Linked DNA regions of Anas platyrhynchos: region 2 is linked to region 1. The links are chromatin contacts, called in public Hi-C maps. All regions are on one chromosome and are shown on one strand. Each heading gives the region's core, a stretch centred on a gene start, on an enhancer-like site or on the middle of the called end of the contact. The rest is flanking DNA. Distances are from core to core; before and after follow the strand shown.

Region 1 (7,281 bases), core at 3,385-5,884:
GCTGATGGATTCTCAGCCCACCTATGTGTCTTTACAGTTATATAGGAATAGTTATCTAAACACTGTTAAGATTGTGTTAGGAGCTTGGGACCCAGAGGCTGGGTCCAGTGGTTTAGGCTGATGTTGTGTGGGGTTGAATTTGCAAAGTTTATGGGTTCATCAAGGCACGCTGGAAACAGGGACTTTATAAACCTAGGATTAACAAGTTGCAAACATACAGAGTATATGATAGTCCCTGCATTATAAAGATTAATGAAGGCAATTCTCCAGACAGAGTTGTTAACAACCTTTATTATCATGATAGAATTCATAGTTTTAAACTCCTGAAGTTCTAGGCACACCAGAATGCACACAGTTACACTGCTGAGGTCCCACTTATCTCCACTTTTTTTCCCAACAATACTTTGTTGTACAGAGAAGTTCCAATGAAGAGAGCTTCCAGAAAGATTTTGCTGTTTGGGCCTCTTCCAAATGCTGTGTGAACACAGATATAGCCAAATCCTATTGCTGACAACATTCAGGCTACATTTATCAGTATTAGGGAAAAATTAACTGAATTTATTTTAGCTGACAAATAATCAAGTCTTTCTATTCCAGACACTTCTAAGAAGCAATGGCAAAGCTGAAGTAGGCCTGACCATGTGAAGTACCTGACACAAGTGGGGTCAATTACCAGAGTGAAAAAAAAAAAAAAGAAGTCAGTTGGCATTTTAATGAATATTTATTGAACGGGAAGGTAACTACTTCTTAAATCTTCGCTCACTTTTGCTACTGCGAGGTTCTGGTTACCACCTGACCACTTTACTAATTAACAGGGCAGTAAAAAATGAATCTAAAGTTACATAAGGTTTAGCCTGGATTTCTTTTGTGAAAAATTCTAGGAAAAATCAGCAACCCTGTACAGACCCAAGATTAAGGAAAATGAGAGTGTATGTTGGGGACAGTTTGGAGTATGTCTTGCACAGACTGAGTGAAAATGGCAAATGGGAGAGGTGAGATTCAATACCTGACATCCTTCAGGCCTAGGGTCTCTTACAGTGCTGGAAATCAGCCTGGGATTCCTCTCCTTTTACTTCTGTTGATGGTGGAGTGCCAACAGCAAAAAAGCTATGACTGCTCAACTCAGGTTTCCACTCCTGTTGCCCTACACAGCTTTGAGTTTGCGTTGCTTTGACTTACGCATTGATGGGTACATATTTCTAACTAGTACAGACAGACACAAATTTCCTTTGACTAATCCTCCCCTGGCAAGTTGAGTCATCATATAGAAAAGGTTGTTTCTGCTTGTTCTCTGTTCAGATTATAATCCAGTCCAAGCTCCAAAAAAGGCCAGGCCAATAGCATTAACAACTATGACCCTCTCTGTTCTCCCATAGCACCAGAGGCAAAGTTGGAGAGATGTCTGTAGCTACCAGATTTCTGCAGGGGAAGATCTTCCTTGGAAATTACTTTGAAAGATGCTGGCAAGGATCCTGGTAAGAACTTAGCCTTTTCTGTCCGTGTTTCTCTGTCTGTCAAAACAAGGCATAAGCCTTCCCTGCTTCAAAACAGTATTGTGAGGATTCATCAGTTAACATGTTTACATCACTAAAAATGATTTTGCATTCTTAATCACCTAGACTTTAGTTCTTAGGAACACAAACTCATCCCACCCATCTTAAAGATCTTTTCCCTCTTTTCATGTATCCATATTCCTCTTTGCTTAATGCTGCTGCAAAAGGCAGTTGCAGCTAGCGTTGCTTTTGGACACGTGAAAGCAATTTTAACAGTCATACTGATTTTTTCCTGAGCAATGAAGTAATCGGCAAAGGAAAAGTAATTCTTCTTCAATTTCTGTTTTTCCTTTTTATTAGTGTTGGAAAATGATTTATACATCATAGTACTCAACTAAAATTTCTCATGGCTGCTCCGACTCCTTGGCGTTGTCATGAGAAACAATCTCAATGTATGTCATGAGGAATAATCTTAGCATATGTTTGTAAAGCACCTTTCAGTCAAGAGACCTCTCATAGGATTAATCGTGATCTAAACTGGAGTTGTCTATAGACATAACCCAAATTACAAATATCAGGTGTGTCTGTGCTTGTATGCTGCAGGACCTGTACCACTTGCTACCAAAAGGCAACTTCTCTGGAACAGAACTTAGTAGACAACCAAAATGTCCGCAATATCTTAAACATGAAGCGTCCTATCCCACTGAAATTGCACAGGCAACCTAAGTAAGCAAAATGACCTGCATGCACCTGTAATCAACTTCATGCCAGAACTGTCAAGGTATTTTTAGCTATGAAACACTGTTGGAAATGTATTTAGGGATGTGACAGGTACCCAAATCTGGAGGTGGTGACCAGTTTAGTCATGGTCCTGCTGCCTTCTGATCACCTAAGTTATCCTCCCACACACAACCTTCCCTGCCCTGTAAAATGTGCCGTTGTTTTCTTCCTGCCATGATCCCTTTTCATTCTACTCAACACTTGATCTCCTCCTGCTTTCTGTAAAACTAATTTTTTATTTTTTTTTCCCCCTCCCTTATTTCCACATATTGTAGTTTCCCCCCACCTCCTTCCCAAGCTACGTCTCTATCCAGGTTCTCTATCAGGTACCTTTATGCTAATGTGGGGGAGTATACACAGTCTTATAAATGCACAGAGTAACATGAGCTACCCTCCATATGGACTTCACTGTGAGGGTGGCTGAACCCTCAAAGGGAACGCTCTGTGAAACTGGAATTTCCACCCAGACTGGACAAAGTCCTGTGCTGCCTTACCTAACTTTGAAGTTAGCCTTGTTTCATGTAGGGAAAGGACCAGATGATCTCCAGAGGTTCCTTCTAATCAAAATTATTTAATGATTCAGTAATTCTAAATTGAAGGAAAATAGGGAGAGGAAGCAAGAATCTAAGAAAGATGGTCTTCTGGCAAGAGAAAAAAAGGAATACCACAAAACAAACCAGAGCCATGCAGAACTGGTCTGCTTTTCATCTCGCTTGCACTGAAGTAATTCAGGATGAAGTCAGATAAATGTTAAAATCAGTGAAGAACCAAGAAGAGAATCAGCATCAACATGCCTGTGGTTACTTCAGGCTTGCTTCATCTGCCTGGACTCAAGGCTTTGTTACTAATGTGTGTTGTCTTGTGAATATCCTCGGCTGGAATATTCCAAGCTACCACCTGTTTTGTTTCCTGTAGAAATGTAATGTAAACTGTATCCCAGCTTTTGAGAGGGGACTTCTTAAACTCTACAAAATTAAATGTATTAGTGATTTTAAATCACACCCCGCAACCTCACAATTTCTTATGTCTGTGCAATTTCCGATGTCCTTCACTACACGGAATGACTAAAGGCGATTAATCCTTGAATCAGAAATACCAGCAATTAGAAAAGCCCCTGGAGTCTTTATGAAGATAATGGTTCTGTGTTCCTGTTTATTTCACTGCTACTGCTTTTAAAAGGTTTATTTAGGCAACACATCACCACTGGATAAACAAGCATTGATAATACTATCATCTGTTTAATAAATATGAATATTACAAAGTATTCTTCTTCCATTATGCTCCTAGACAGAACAAATCCCTGAAATTGAAAGTCCACTAACAAAGCACACAAATGGAACAAGAAATCCGGCAGCAAAATATTTCTGTTCAAACAATAGAGCTGAAAGAGCAACACCCTGTTGCACAGCATGGTAGAAGGATTTGTCTGACAAATACTGAAATACAAAATGCCAAATCATTAAACTGCTTTAATATGGTAAGGTTCCCCCAAACCCAAGCCATTAAGCCAAAGGCCAATACAGGAGCTTGAAAATGACAGTAAACTACAATATATCACTCATGGGTGGTCTTACTGCTGAATCTGGGATGAATTACATGAAAAAAATCATGAGAACTTCTTAACACAAAAAAGAAATCTGAAAGGCAAGCACAGTGCCGTTGCAGAGTACTTCACAATTCCCAACTACATAAAAATGTTGTGTGCTTGAAGGCTGTAGCAAATTTTCTTCTGATAGTGTTTTATGAAATTACAACAGAAATAAAAATATCCTGGCTACTTGAGAGAAAAATGTGTCTCCTCTATTAGTCCAATTGATAAAGTTGGAAAAAATAAAAACAAAAACAAAACAAACAAACAAAAAAAAAACACAACAGATAAGCTTTTAGGCACACAGGTGCTTCTTCAGATCTGAAACAGAAACAGCATACTGCAAAGATAAATTCAGGTTAGGAACAATTGTGTTGAGTTCAGACATCTGCTTTGCTTCAAGTGTTTACTAATGTCTTTTTTAAAGACCATAAATGATGGTCTGTGGAATAAATTTATAATAATATAGCCCTGCAAATGGATTATTATTTCTAAAGTAGGCTTGCAAGTAGAAAGAAATCTAGGGAGTAAAACTTAACCTAACAATCTGCACAAAATCACATTGACTTTCCAGGAGATTTACAAGCCTGTTTGCTTACATTGCTTTAGAAAATATTAATTGGATTCCTAAGTCACTTAGGTGCTTTAGACGATATTACTTTCACTGGAAAGGGCAATAAACAGGTCTGGGTACTGCCAAGGAGTGGATGATTGGGAGTCCTTGCTGCTTATGCAAACCCAGCTGTGGCTGCAGGGAGCTGGGAATGTGTGTTTGCCTGAGTGTATCTTTCTGGGCAGCAAGGTCAGAGCTTGAGATACAGTGTACGCACAGACAAACGGACCGCAACAGGGAACACAACAATGCTCTGAGATGGCTCAGCTCTAATACAGCTCTTCAGCTGTTCCTAGTCATGAGGTAAATATTGTTTCCTAAATTTGTCACTTTTATTTAGTGAAAAGGTCTTTGAAGAGGGTTGGGAAGGCGAAGCAGGAAAGTAATTCTCTGTTATTGGCCATTGAGGAATTTTGAAGCTGTTACTTTTTCAATCATCTACAACAGTTTCCTTGTTTTCAGAACGAGCGCATGATATCATATCCTGAGCCCTTCCCTTTTCTTGCAGCTCTGTGAGGTACTAGGAGGAGTCCAGCCACAGTCACCGGGTGAATTGGTCTGGAAACAGGAGTGGAGCTGCCCCTGCCATCCTGTGCCTGCCTGCCTGATTCGCGCTCCCTGAGAAACTGCTGCTCTAGGACGAGCACCCTCCTTAAGCACAGTGAGTATCAGCTAAGAAACCAGATGATCTCTCTAGCTTGTAATGTGGCACTGAAGAAAGATCGCCTATGTATTTATACGTGTGCGCAGTCAGTGACAGAAATACACGTGAAAGGAGAACTTGCTTTCATTTTCTGTCACTGAGGTGAGAAGAAAAAGGAGCTCCCTGGCCCAGCTGGGGTGAGGAGAGGGATAGCAGCAATGGGGAAGGCTCTCAGGCTGCAGAGAGAGGGTTACAGATATGGGCTGGGTGCAGGAAAAGGACAAGGCGCACGTACTCTGTGAGGCAACCTACCCATTTGCTGTGGACAGACAGGAAAAAACAGCTGCTAAAATGTATACACAAGCAGCTCGGAGTGAGCACGTGGCATTGTGGTAATGCTGGGTGACAAGCACCTCTTGTTTATTCTTAGTCTTGTTTGACTTAACCAAGGCAGTAGTATGAGCTAGTAATAAGCTAAATAAAAAGAGAATAAAAGAACTAGATTTCTATACTAATATTCACTCATCCTGAAGCATACAGGCCAAGTAAACATATTAACAGTGAGTCATTGTTTCCTTTTAATATAACTACATAACCCTTGCTGTTGTTACTTCTGTACTTCTCCATCTTGGTCTTTTAGCTCTGTAATGAAAAGGGAAAGAAGGGCTGAATGGAAAGGTCTTGCCATTCTTGGTGGAGGGCCTAAGGTTTTGTCCGGATGTCTCTGCAATGCTAACTGGGTAGAAATGTATCAGCTGTATCAAATATATATTTAGAATTACATTTATAGTAGATGAATAGCTTAGCATGTTCTGGAATTCACAGCGTAAAAAATGTTACAATGAAGGTTAACAATCCACTTGCATTTATATTTACTAAATGGTATAATTTAAATTGTTTCTTAACCTAGAAGACTGCTTTTAAGGGGACAGAGCACATGATTTTTCCTGTGCATGTGCCCCTGCCAGAGTAACACACACCAGCAGCATGCCAAAACTTTGCAAAAAGTTCACAGTCATGGTTCGTGTAAAGGCCTAGCTCTGTTTGAGTGGGACCAGCAGAAAGCAGCAGTGATGCTTATGAATATACAAGATAACAATAACAGGCTTCAGAAAAGTGCAGATGAGTTGCATCCTTTCCTCAAACAATCTTGGGTGCAAGTAATTGTCCAGGAAGCAGGTAACCTTTGAATGTGTCATTGATCCCACTACTTTATCCATTTCTCCTTTGCCTCCTGTGGTTTTGATCAGCTTATAAGGCCACAGAACAATGTCAGTAAAAATTGTTGCTTTGTGTTATCTCAACTGCATTGTGAGCTTGCCACTGAGAGCACGGAAGGCAGAAAATCCTCTTTAGTTAAAAGTTGCTGGACCCTCTTCTGTTGCTGACATAGTTAATTTTGCGACAGAACAAACCTGCCTTTTTCTCAACGTAGCAATGTTGAGTAGAAGGTGAACTGTGTGGCCCAGCTGACGGAGCGCTGTTGTGGCTGAATGAGATGTGGCCACTGGCCCACTGGTTCCAGAGGTTTACCTCCCCAGTGACCTGTTCTAGGTGCTCTGGCACAGCTGCAGGTAAACCCGGGGTGTTCAGCTGTTCAAAGAGCTTCCCAGCAGATTCTCTTAATGCTTATCAGCCAACAATTAACTTGTGCTCTACAACACAGGTGTTTTTTAACTCTTTCATTTTGTAAAATATCACAATGAATATTCATATTTCCATATAAATGTTTGTTTCTTGAATTCACTGAGATCTTCATTCCAACAACGTATGGCAGTGAGTTTAATAACAATGTCTTTTCTTTAAGAAACATTATTTCCTTTCTCCACATTTAAATCTGCTGCCTTTCACTGTCATTAGATGTAAATTTACTTCTGGATCATAGAAGTCACCTTTGTCTTTAATTTTGAGCCCTATTGAAAATGGAATCATGTATTTTTTTTTCTTAGTTATAGTTTAGTCAGTGTCTAGTTTGTGGCTATGTTTTTTATATCCAATTTATAAACTCTTTTCAAGGGCTTCACCCACAGTTTTTCCTGTAGTTAATTATTTTGTTGTCATGCTTAAAAAATTCAGAGATGAAAGAGAAATGGGCTTCCTTTATAGAAACCACCCAGCTCTGCACTTGTATCCTGTTTATATATGTGTTTAATAATAAATTTTC
Region 2 (7,281 bases), core at 2,322-4,821, 48 kb after region 1:
ACACTGCAGCACTAAATTAACAAATATTTTTTTCTTGAGGTAAAAGAGTGGTAAATACTGTTCTGTACTTCATACTGTAATTTGAAGATGGAAAACATTTTTAACATGTACTAGATTGCTCTTGTGCATTCAGTGTCTGAACTGTGGAGGAAAACTGTTAGATATCAGAACTTCTGGTCTGAGGTTTTACAGGGACTTATCACAAACTCATCGTCTTCCATAATTAGTCTAACATGTCAGGCAACTCATTGGATTGGGGAAAATGTACTAAATAAAAGGTGCTGTAATCTTCGTTCATGTCACGTTTAATTCCTTGTCTGTTAACGTTACCTTCTGTGCACAGAAAGAATGGTTACCAGTTCTGGAAATATTTCTTGTAATGCCATGGTTGGTATCACAAAGCCAACTTACAATAGAATTGTGAGGCAGAGCCTGTAGGAGCCTGGTGGCTTACAGAACCACTTGACCAGTATCTGTCTGAAATCTAAACACCTAATGGGACACTTGGAGCTGTAATGCTTGGAATGAAGTTTCCTCTTGAACTCCCATGGATCAAGTCCATTTCTGAATGCACAGTGTGCCTACAACATATCAATGTCTGCTTTGGAAGCAGACCACTCAGGTTTGGTTTTAGTTGAGGCCTACGGGTTAAGTCGTTAATTAACCTAAAGGATAAACAACAGTTGAGTTTGCGCTGCAAGCTTAACTAGGTCAAGCCCCTCTGAGGTGGATTGTAAAAAGTATCTAACAAAACTGAGTAAGTTTTCCTTGCTATATTAATAATGAACTTGGCAAAGCTCACAATAACCAGCTAAGCTGTGGTAACTCAAGTGACTCGCATGCCTTGACCTTTGATCTCTTTAATCATAAAATACATGACAGTATTTGATAGGGCAGATGAATTTCTATTCAGAACAGTCTGTCTCCCATGGCTGTCTGTACGGTTTGTGTGCTCTTTTCACTTGGGTTACTTTTTTCAACAGATAAAGCTCCACCACTAAGGTGGACTTGCTTGAAAATGGTGCTTGCCGTTTCATGACTTGATACTGCATCTCTTCAGCGTTCTGTGCTTGTAACCTTTACCAGAAATGCTAGGCATAGCCTAAATACAGCAGCTCTATGGTATCCTCTTCTGTACTTCTGATAAACTCTGATTTAACTTTCCAGTTGCAGCGGAGAACATGATAAACAAGGCAGCTACCTTGACTACTTGGTAACAGTGGGTAACAAGCTTTGACTTGCACCAGAAAGGCAGTAAAACAGCTCTCCTGGACTGGAATCCTGCTGCTTCCACCTCGTATGGTGGAAGTGTCCGAATGTATGTTCTCCTAAATGGGGGCAATGCAATTTGAGGGTTCTTGAATGACTTCCAGATGTGCTTCACTGGACATCAGTACACATTGGTTTCAGGTGGGTTGACTGGAATGAATAAAAAGTCGTGTGGAGAAATGCTGCATTTAGATTTGGGTTTTCCTGTGAGCAGAATAAAGGGAGCTTTGGCTTTTACCCAAATGAGTGCTTACAGCTCCGGTACATCAAGCTGGGAGGACTTTGGCAAGGGGTGTGTGTGGCTGCCTGATTGCCATGCTGTGTAGCTGAGGCAGTTGAAGGCTGTGTTGAAGCTGATATATTCTAGTAGTCTTTTCATGACCTTCTTAGAGCATGGCTGTAGGCAAGTAACTGGATATTTGAGACTGGAGGTCATGCGAGACTTGAATGCTTAAGTGCAAGTGTACTGTCAGATGTTATTCTTGCATAAGAGTTTGATGTAAAGTCAGGGAGCTGTTTACTGCAGTATGTAATCTTCTGTATCTGGCCAGGTTGTGGGTATTCAAGTGTTCTAGTCTTCCTTTGGATCTGAGCAAACAAGTATGTAGGAGACAAATTCCCATTGTAACAGGGCGTAAGTCACTATATAAAGTTCCATTTTAAAAAGCAGGCTAAATTCCAGGAGTGTGAGAGCTGACTTCTCTTTTCCTGGCTAGAGAAGGGTGTCTATAGATGAGAGTACAGATGCAGCCTGAAGAGCATCTTCAGTGACTTGTTCTATGCGTTCTGTACAGGCTGATGACCTTTTACTGCAATTTCTAGGTAAACCCTAGGTTTGATGAAGAAAGATGTGGGCGTTAAACTTCAGTAAGACTTCACTACATTACCTATCTGAAGTTGCAGTAGAATCCTGTCTGGCTAATACAGTGCTTAAGAATACTTTGGGTCTAAGGCACAAAGTTGCAATGTGGAATGTAGGGGGAAGGGTGGATGCATCTGAGTAAATACTGTCATATTTTTTTCCTTTTAAAACTTTCCGAAGTGCTAACCCAGGGTTTGGGGCTGACAGGCCTATCAATTTTTGGTCAAAAAGAGGATACTGTTTATCAATTCAACTCAGAGCATGTGTAGACAGAAGCTTTCTTTAATTGCTATAAGCATATGTTGCTATGTTCACCTCCTGTTGACTTTGTAGTTGGGAGAAGGAAGAGGAACAAAAAAAGCTATGATTTTCACCATGATCTCCACACTTCATGGAAATGGCAGGTGTTCCTCTTGGGAGGGGAAGGTGTTATCTCTTAACACCAAGAAAGAGGTTTAGCATAGAGGAAGTGATTGTGACTGCAAGATTTAATAAGATTGCCTCTAAACCATGTATGTTATACTACACAATGTAAACTTATTTTTTTCTTACATAGCTTCAGAGCTTTGTCTCTTACTTGCACAAACATTTCTAATGTCTATAAAAAGTTACTTTTCATTATCATGCTAATACAACTGATTTGTATTACTATTGATAATAAAAAAAATAGGCACCGTATTTGTTTGTTATTGATTTTCACAGTATTTTATGAGCAAGTATAATTCCTAAATTCTTAAACCAAGCAGCCATTGACTTGCAGTTTATGGAACTCACCTTTTGCTTGTATCAAAGTTATAATATGATTATATTCCAGGCTGTGAGGAAGGAGGGGAGGAAGAAGTGAGTGAGGATCCTCTAATCAGTGCTGGTGAAACTGTCTACGTGTATTTCAGAATTACACCACTGAAGTGCCTTGAATTGTTCATCTTCATGGCTGACTTTCTGCTACATAACTAGAACAGACAGCTTGCACTGACAGTGTAAACAGAGTTCCTCTCCTCTCTTTTTGGTCAATCTTGATGGGCAAATAACTGAACAAACAATGTTGTGTGGAAGTACTGATCCCTAGTCTTGAATGTGAGACTACTCTGTGTTGGTTTGTGATGAACAAACTTCTGCAGAGATGCCTCTGGTTCGAGACAGACTCACTGCACTGTTCATGTCACTGAATTCTGAATGGCACAGAAATGGGGTTCACAGTAAACTTGCTGTTGGGTGCAGTTTCTACTGTCATTGCCATACAAGTTGGAAGTGGCACGTCCCTTTGCTGGTGACTCCTGGCCAAGAATTACAGCTGTTTAAATAATCTCGTTTATGTGGTTCTTGCCTGATGTTTGCCCTCTCTTTTGGATTGACATGGTGGCTTACGTAGCTCTTCTTTCCAGTGAAGTCTATTTTAAAATACTCAGCATGACGAGTGTGAAAAGTTACTCAGGAGGTAGGAGAGGCTTCTGGACAGTACTATATGGCTGTACCTGAAGCCCAGAATGAGGCCCTTCTATTCAGATGCTGTTGGATGCCTGTGAGGAGTAGGCCTCCCTTAAGTTACAGCAGCATCAAACCAGGCAGTGATTGCCCATACTTCTGCCTTGGTGCTTGTTTGTGTTCTGCCTGAACCAGAAACTAGTGTGGTTTCTTTTGTGTGCTAAATGCTCTCCCAGTTCCTGGGATGGCACAGGCACCTCTTCCTGAGAACTTGGCTCCATCTTGTGGCTTCAGAAGTTAGAAGCTCTACCATGGAGAGGGGCTATTCAGCATGCTCAGATGAGATTACAAGTAGCTGCTATTAATCTGCTACCTGAATTACATGTAGAAATCCCTGCTAACTAGATTCTTCTGTTCTTGCTCTGCCATGTGATTTTCTTGTGCAGTAGGAAACCTTGTTCTAAGTTAAAGTTTTCCTTTTGCATGCAAACACAAAATTAACTCTTGCCTAAACATTCTAGTGTGCAGCAGAACCAGCAGTTTCTCACGAGGATGGTGGCTTTACAATTTCTATAGCATTAAACCAGTTTGCATTGCAAGTGTAAGTTTGTTCTGCTCACTGAGCACTGATTTGCATGCCAGAAAGAATAGTTATTGTTCCGGGGGACTATGCATTACTTCACAAAACATTTTGTTTCTAGGGGTAACTAAAGATGCTGGTTTTTCTTTGCAGCATAAAGCCTCAGTTTGGGGGTGGGTATATCCTGTTAAAAACCTTTTTTTTTTTTTTTTTTTTTCCTGCTCCCCAGTCTGTTTCCCCCACAACTAAAACTGCTTAGTGTCTGCTGTGGGAATGGAATCTGCTAGGGAAATGCCAGCTCCCCCCTAAGCCTTGCAACTCCAGCAGGGTTAGAGGTGAAATGCAGAGGTATGACTGGGACCCTATGCTCCGCAGTTACTGTCCTGATAAGGTTGATTAATTTCCAGTGTTTACAGTAAGTTCGTTCCAATGGGCTTTACTTGGCTTTGAGGCAGAATCATGTTTTCGATATAATCAGAGTTTATAGAGTTTGTTTTTAAAGTCTAGTGTTCAGGCTATCGGAGGCTTTATGCATGTTGGCTTCATAGGCCGAATACCAGAATTCAAGGACAAACTTGTACATACATGTAGCACTAAGAGACGAGGAAAGTTACTGCTTAATAGTACTGGGTTTTATTTAAAAGGAAAACACATACAACAAACTGAACTTGCTGTTTAGATGAGTGTTTCTCACCCTGTGGTCTGTAAGAGTGCTCTGTAACATGATTACCCTCCCCGCAAAATGACGGCATTATGCTGCTGTACATGTAAACAAGGAAAACAACTGTGGACTGGGGGAAGGAGCAATTATCTTAAAAATAGCCAAATTCTTGCTTCTAAATGAAAACGACCATGGTAACGTTGCCCAAGATAGCCTACGGTTTTACTCAGAAAAGTTTGTCTGGCTCTTCAGTTTTAGAAAGGCTGAAGAAAACCTGAGAGAAACAGTCCAAGCCAGATGCAAATCTCCCTGACAAAAGGATCCTTGGCCAAAATTGCAGGATTCAGAAGTTAAAAACTGTTTCCTGCTTGGGAGGTGGAGCTATGAAAACCAAGACCTACTAGGTTGCTGAACAGATGCCTGCGGGGTAGATTAGGTGTTTGGTTTTACATACAGCAGCTCTTCTAGTTAGCACCCTGGGCAGGGCTGAGGGAGAACCTCTTCCACTCTAGGGCCTCAGATTTTATTTTTTTTAATAGAAAGTCTGTGTAAGCCCAGCTTCTAGGGTTTCAAATCTTCATGGTTCTACTTAGGTTCAGATAGCTTCAACTAGTCATGAGCCCTTCTCTCCTCTTCCTCCTGGTGTCTCCTCTCTAACTAGGTGCTGAGCAGTGCCACCAGGTGACAGGCACTTGCTTCCCCAGGCACGGTCGGCTGCCCAGATCCAGCTCTGAAGACTGCAGGACAATGGAGAGTGAATCAGATTATGGGAAGAACCACTACCCGCAGAAGGATTATTAGTGCTGGGAGAGCTGGACACCTCAGACTTTGCTCATGAGAGCTGCTTCCTACCTGTGGAGCAGTAGCAGAGCAGGTGATTTGCCTATTCCCATAGCCAGGTTAGAGCTTTCTAATGTGGTACCTTGAGTAAATCCATTCGAGTGATGACAGCAGTGCAGCAAACACTTGTGGAACGGAGGGTAACGCCGTGCCTGGTTGAGTTGTTTTGATTTGCTTTTTTTTCCCTTTCCCCTCCCTGAACAGCATGGAGGGAGGAGGGCAGGCAGAGCTGCTCCTGCGTGGGAATAAAGGCCACATTTGCAGCTTTGCCTCAGGAGCTTGAAAACCATAAGTTAGGCCTCCAAAACTACGCTTGGTTTAGAAATAATGAGATGCTTTAGAAAATGAACTTGGAGTTCTCTTTCAGTCTTTTTGTTTCCAAGCCTTTTGAGTGCACTTGCTTCATGTTTGCAAGCTTGCTTTCTGCAACAATGATGGTAGAAGTATTTTTTTTTTTAATGCAAACAAAGATGTTCTTATGCTTGTTGATTCCAGCACCTGGGGCATAAATTTTCAAATATTGTGGCATTTGGAGAGGAGTGGAGGCAGGACACACAAAACACTCAACTTTAAGCCCTGTTTCCGCTGGGTCACCGTCTTCTGCCGTTGGAAGCTGAAGGCTTGCAAAAGCTGAACCATAAGGACCCCCTGTTGGTGGTCCCAGTGTCTGTCTTGGCAGCTTGCCAGAAGCCCAAGGGATGCACTTAATTTTCTTTATTCATTAGCATATTTTTAATCAAACGCATCAAACCACAATGTTTCCACATGTCTCTCCCATGGCAGATGAACAAAAATAGGTCAGCGCTCAAATGCACCTTTACTGTGCTGCAGTTCTGCAGTTCCTTCCTGCTTACAGCTACAGTTGGAGGACAGCAAATAACCTGCCCTGCACACCTTGGGAATGCTGTGATGAAAAGGACTTTGCTTCCCTTCTGAAAGAGGGAAAGCAGCATGACTTGTGCCCATGAGACCATTCTCTTTCCATCCACTGCTCAGTCAGAGGGTAGGAAGAGGTGCATCTGAATCCTCTCCAACTTGGTTTCAACTTTACAGCATTTGTTTAACATTAATTTTCAGTGAACAATCAAGCAGGTGCAATGTCCAGGGCTGAATTCCCTGGCCCTAATGAAGTTTCAAGACTGCTTACACCTAGCTTAATAACAGGCTTTTTACATTCTTGTCACCTGTAACCTACCTTCATTTACCTCATGCTGCCAACCCATCTCTAGCCAGGCAAGGAAAATGTTGCAGTGTTGAGATCATGTTCACACTTGCAGCTGAGACGTGTCTTGCCTTGTTTCTTATCTCTGAATTGTTCATAACAAGAGCTAAGTAAAAATTACTCTTCATGTTTTTTACATGAGCTTTCAAAGTTGGTTACACTGTTCTGGGTGGGGTGAATATTGCATCAACACCAAGTTAAAACTTATCTTTTGTTCTTTTTTGGAAAGAAAAGGGGATAGAGGTTCCAGGGAATAGTCTTCATCATGAGACAAAAATCTAGCAAAGTCCAAGGTATTAAATAGGTTTGGAGCATTTGAAATGCAGGCTTGTGACAAAGGGATGTGTGCTTTACTTTTTGTCCATTTCTAACTTTTCTGTTTTTTAAAGTCTGGCAGAACTCTGTTAAACAGAGGAGTGAGG

The links. A called contact is a pair of places that touch in the nucleus more often than the background predicts.
Region 2: a contact with region 1 is called in a Hi-C map of liver, with 1.9 times the contacts expected there. The contact joins the enhancer-like site here to the promoter of RALB in region 1. A contact is called at or near these places in 3 of 8 Hi-C or Micro-C datasets (liver, small yellow follicle and subcutaneous adipose tissue).

The regions. Positions count from the first base shown.
Region 1 is chr7:13,915,367-13,922,647 of IASCAAS_PekinDuck_T2T, forward strand. RALB (RAS like proto-oncogene B) reads left to right here and starts at 4,635. Exons shown (of 6, transcript XM_005017507.6): 1 at 4,635-4,777; 2 at 4,983-5,135. LOC140002915 (a long non-coding RNA gene) reads right to left here. Exons shown (of 4, transcript XR_011810570.1): 4 at 5,129-7,281.
Region 2 is chr7:13,964,045-13,971,325 of IASCAAS_PekinDuck_T2T, forward strand. RALB (RAS like proto-oncogene B) reads left to right here. Exons shown (of 6, transcript XM_005017507.6): 6 at 1-292. Among named protein-coding and RNA genes, the nearest start is that of INHBB, 16 kb to the right of the region's middle. Within about 2 kb of position 3,572, at least 1 of the 8 cell types and tissues checked has an H3K27ac peak or open chromatin away from gene starts, as enhancers often do.